Regions from separate parts of the Zea mays genome. Here region 1 is linked to region 2. A link is a contact called in public Hi-C data. All regions are on one chromosome and are shown on one strand. The core of a region is the stretch at or near the end of the contact, and the rest is flanking DNA. Distances in the headings are between cores, read along the strand shown.

Region 1 (2,700 bases), core at 42-2,541, 130 kb after region 2:
ACCCCCCAGATTATATAATCTGGATTAAATAATCCTAAGAGGCAAACAAACAGTCCAGCTTATTTACCCAGATTATATAATCTAACCTCTTGGATTATGCTAATCCATAAGCAAGTGAGGATGTGCTTATTTCAGATTATTTTTTTCCCACTTCCCCACTACCCTTTCAAGTTTCCTAGAAATTACCCACCATTGCCATTATAATCCACCGAATCGTTTTTGCGCCTAGTACTAGTCAATTTGGAGATGAAGAAGGTGACATGAATGCCTTCCGTGATAATATTGCTAATGCAATATTTGCTAATGTCAATTGAATTATTTTTTTTCATATATGAGTTTCAACCTAGTACAAATATAGAGGGCATTCTTGTCTTCCTCATACAAAAGAATCCTATTAACAACTCAAATAATCTGGGTAAACAAATAAGACTACTCAGATTATATAATCCAGATTATATAATCCTCCAAAAATAATCCAGATTATATAATCCACGGAGGTAAACAAACATGCCCTAAATGTAGACAAATAATATTACAAACTGTGGGAGCGTTTTGTTCCAATGCAGAACCGAGCCGAACGTTCTTCCTGTTTTTTTCTGGGCGCTTACGCCCCAGCTGCGTGCTTAGAGATGCCAACAGGACCCGATCATTGATTCCTCGCAGGGAATTTTTGTATTATGGCTAGTTTGAAAACCTTATTTTTCGAGGGGTCATTTTCTCAAGGTAAGTTAGTTCATTTTCCTAAAATTTTTGGGAAAATGAGTTCCCAAACTAGTCTTTAGAGGATAGGATGAGGAAGTTTCTTCCCTGGAGAGATATAAACGAAAAAAATTCTCTTCCGACGGATAAACAAGAACCCGTTAAACTTACATTTGACAATATTTTTATATAATAGTTAATGATAAAAATAAATAATTATCTTAGTAAGAGATCATTCGTTATACAAATATATATAAATACGTTCATTTTAATGTACATACAATAATTTTTACATCTAACAATGTGTATAAGTGAGAATGTTTTATATTAATAACAAATAAAGACAAATCTAATTATAATTTAAGCAGGATAAGATCTTCGATAAGGATTTATCCCTGCAGATAATAAAGATAGAGAAGAAACGTTCTCCACAAGTATTCGTGGGGATCTTTACGGGAATTTTTTTTGTCGAGGGAACAGGAAGGAAGAGCTAAAACCCGACGATAAATTCCCGTTACATCCCTACGCGTTTGCGGTGTGCCGATGCTGCTCGGCCACGTCTCTCCATCGCTAACCACGGAAACAACCCCACAGGCTGCGCCTGGCTGCACGCACTGTTGTGTAGTTATTACCAGCATCGGTGGTGCGCCATCCAACAAGCATCAGAGCTCGGTGTCACAAAACCTGACCGATGGCGGCCCGGTGCTCCACAGCTGCCTCCGTGGTCAGAACAGGATCGCGAGACCTCTCCCCCTCCTTTTCCTTCACAGCCGCGGCGCTCCCCTCGGCGCGTCTGAGGCCGGTAGGAGCGTGGGTCCGCGGTGGAGGGTACACCTGCAGGCTCCGCGCCGTCTGCGCCATGGGCTCCGCGCCGTCGTCGTCCCAATCCCCGTCGCCGCACACGCCTTCAGGACAAACCCAAGGTGCCCTGCGGTTTTCTCGCCTCTTCTAACTTCCGTATTTTTCTACCGCAAATGATTATACAGCGTGTTCCACTTCTATCTGCCTTCGGTGTTTGGAGAAGTTGGATTCGACGGGTTTCCCCCGATGTGGATGACTTTAGATTCCCGGGTTACATATAAATTGTATTGGATGATGAACACCGATGCGAGGGGAATAAGAACTGATGTTGATTAACCTCTGCGGGCAACCACTTATTTCCTGAGTCTAATTGTGGCAAACCAGACAGTAGCCCTCCTAGGCTCCTACTTCAGTTCCGGACTTGGAATAGGAATTGAATACTTGATTTGAGAACCGTGCCAATTTATTGGGGCAACAATGGATGAAAATGGTGGTAGGTATCACAAGGCAACAAACCTAATTGTTTGTCATAAGTTCACACGGATTTAGGCCCGCTTGAATGCACTACAGCTAATAGTTAGTTGCAAGTAGATAGAGACATCCAAACAACACAACTAATAGTTTGGCTATTAGCTACTTTTAGTTGGAGACATCAAAACACCCCCAGCTAATAGTCCAATTAATTATTAGCTACACCCTCAACTACCCATTAGTTATTAGCTGGTTCAACCCAGCTAAAATTAGCTAATATTTAGCTACAACTATTTGTTAGTCAACTAATTTTACTAGCAACTTTTTAGGTAGCTAACTGTTAGCTCTAGTGCATTCAAACGGGGCTACTATTAGCCCCCTTCCCTTACTCTTCCAAGGGAACTCATAATTGATAACATAGGTTCAGATTATCAAAAATATTCTGATTTTGTTTTAACTAAGGGGAACAGGTAGCACAAGCAGCATATTCTTTTATCTGTCCCAAAGATATTAAAAGGCGATAGTGCGGAAATGCTTCTGGGATTTAAACTTACATGATTGATGCCCTTTTCCAGACAAGTCATGAAATCTTGCATCAAGAGAAATGAAGTGGCAATGTCAAAAGGCAACAAACTAGGGCAGACTCAGTGCTAGAGGCTCTCACATGGATGGGGTTTTAGAAGGGATAAACCGAGGTAAGCCTTCTCCCGCAAATGCGGAGGGGCTGCT
Region 2 (2,700 bases), core at 12-2,511:
AACGGCTTTAATCCGAAACGAGTGGTGTGATTATTTTTGTTATCATCTTATGACTGCAGAGGTAGGACACCTGTGTGCGCATTGATAGGATTCAGTATACATACGATACGAGCTTCTGGTCTCCACTATTTTTTTTAAAAAAATATTACTATCTGCTTTGATGTAAAACACCGTTGTCCTGTGATTTTTTTTATCATCTTATGACCTATTATTAATAGTGGTAATAAGTAATTTCTTTGTTTTAATCTGTATCTTTAAACATTGTTTAATGTTTATAGCGGTAATAAGTATTTTCTTTGTTTTAATCTGTATCTTTAAACATTGTTTAATGTTTATAGCGGTAATAAGTATTTTCTTTGTTTTAATCTGTATCTTTAAACATTATTTTATCCTGTAGATTGTACTGTTCGCAGAGTTGAGTTTGAATATGGTCTATATGGATATGTTGTTGAGTAAGGTGCTAGAGATAGCCTTAGAAGTTATGTCGTTGAGAAGGCATTATGAATCATAATGGAAAGTATTTCTTGTCGAATGACCTCTTACCAGGAAAGCTCTCTCATTGCTGTCATCATACAAACTTTATTATTAGTTGGTTGTCTGGTTATGTTTAGAGATAGTAATAAGCTCTAAATTTTACACTATAAAATTTAAGTATAAGATCATATTTAGATTGAGCTCTATTTATCTTTATTTTTCAACTAAGATTAATTAAAGGATCAAACAAACGTTGAAAAAATTATTTAAATCGTAATTCATTACCGCTCCAGCTGTGCTAAAATCTAGTCTAATGCTAGCTGACACTTCTTCCATAAACACGACATTGGCCTAAGGAGGGGGGGGGGGGGGGGGGGGCACAATAACTACTCGTGACCTACCAAAAAGAAATATCTGGAGGATTGTAGCTGCTCTCACACTCGCATTTTTCACCGTTTGTCACATCGAACACCAACCAATCTTGCTAGGAGTAGGAGAGGAGTAGTATAGTGTGCCCAACTGGAGCCCAGAAATTAAGGTTGAGTTCGAATAAAGGAGCCTCCAAAATATTGTTCTGTCACAATAAACACGCCGTAGACGTTGTGAAAATTAAAATAAAAAATAGAATAAGCGTCCACAGATGACTCCGTGTAAACACATCTCCAGAAATGGCACCAATACTGCTATAGTGATGTGATACCAAAAAAAGCATCCAGCAGATGGCATCGAAATACTACTCTGCTGAAAAAAGACAATTAATTAATGCACAGCGCAACGCAGTCCACTCCCAACTCCCAAGATCTCATCTCTTCCCCTTCCGTCCTGCGCCCTGCCCCTGCGGCCTCCCTCTCCTACCCGGCAGGCAGCCAGGCACCCATCCCTTCCACGAGCTATTAGTACCCGCCACGCCATCGTCCCCGCTTCGCCGCCTGCCTCTCCGGACTCCCACTCTCCAAGCCACCTACCTTCCTACACCCAAGTAGGAGTACCTACCTGCGCAGAGCCCACGACGGCTCGGACTCCGCCGTGTCGACACCGCTCCTGTCGGAGCATCGAGGCTACATTACCAAGTAGTAGGAAACCATGGGCCCTGCGCCGAGGGAGCCCATGAAGCAGCGCGTGAACCGCTGCCTGCTGCGCCTCTCGGACCGGGACACGGAGGCGATGGCCGCGGCGGAGCTGGACGCGATCGCGCGCGAGCTGGACGCCGACGAGCTGCCGGTGTTCGTGGCCGCGGTCTCCGACGCGCGGCCCACCGACAGGACGCCGCTGCGGCGGCACTCGCTCCGGCTGCTGGCGCTCGTCGCCGGGGAGCACCCGCGGGACGCCGTCGCGCCGCTCGTGCCCAGGCTCCTGGCCGCCGCGCTGCGCCGCGTCCGGGACCCGGACTCCTCCGTGCGCGCCGCGCTCGTCGACGCGGCCCGCGCCGCGGCGGGCGCCGCGGCGTCGCCTCCCGCGGCGCTGGCCCCGCTCGCCGACGCCGTGCTCCACGAGCAGGACCAGTGCGCGCAGCTGGCCGCCGCGCTCGCCGCCGCCGCCGCCGTCGAGGCCTCGGAGCCCACCGACGACCTCGCCGCGTACCTCCGGGGGCTCCTCCCGCGCCTCTACAAGCTCCTCCGCAGCGCGGCGTTCAAGGCCAAGCCCGCGCTCATCTCCCTCATCGGCGCTGCCTCGGCAGCCTCCGGCGGTGGAGCCGCCTCCGCCGCCGTGCCTTGCCTCCGCGACGCGCTCACTGCCGACGATTGGGCCGCCAGGAAGGCTGCCGCCGAGGCGCTCGCTTTGTTGGCCCTCGAGCACGGAGACGACCTCGTCTCACACAAATCTTCCTGCATTACCGTCTTCGAAGCCAAGAGATTTGATAAGGTCGGGCGCATGAGATCTTCGGCATCCTCGTAGATCTGCTGCGGCTTCTTGACGATTCTGACACCTTCTTGGCACAATGCAGGTGAAAATAGTGCGCGAGTCCATGAACCGGTTGATCGAAGCATGGAAGGAGATCCCGGATTTGGATGAGGAGGTCTGCTCCTTACCATCGTCCCAGTCTAGATCTTCTCTCACAGGTGATGCGGCTATTCATGAGGGTCTAGTCACTATTTTCCCCCCTTTTGCTATTTGGGTGAATTAAGGTATGTGCTTGGTTGGGGGTTTGAACTGCATACCGTAAGCACGCTTAAAAAATAACCGTAAAAGACAGAAATAGTCTTTGCTTGGTAGTAAACCAAGAAA

The links. A called contact is a pair of places that touch in the nucleus more often than the background predicts.
Region 1: a contact with region 2 is called in a Hi-C map of endosperm, with 2.7 times the contacts expected there. The contact joins the promoter of LOC100282023 here to the promoter of LOC107457590 in region 2. A contact is called at or near these places in 4 of 25 Hi-C or Micro-C datasets (ear, endosperm, leaf and 1 more).

The regions. Positions count from the first base shown.
Region 1 is chr6:125,924,225-125,926,924 of Zm-B73-REFERENCE-NAM-5.0, forward strand. LOC100282023 (peptide methionine sulfoxide reductase msrB) reads left to right here and starts at 1,292. Exons shown (of 5, transcript NM_001154936.2): 1 at 1,292-1,622. The coding sequence starts at 1,391.
Region 2 is chr6:125,790,241-125,792,940 of Zm-B73-REFERENCE-NAM-5.0, forward strand. It overlaps LOC107457590 (ARM repeat superfamily protein), which reads left to right and starts at 1,262. Exons shown (of 5, transcript NM_001321602.1): 1 at 1,262-2,337; 2 at 2,420-2,534. The coding sequence starts at 1,558.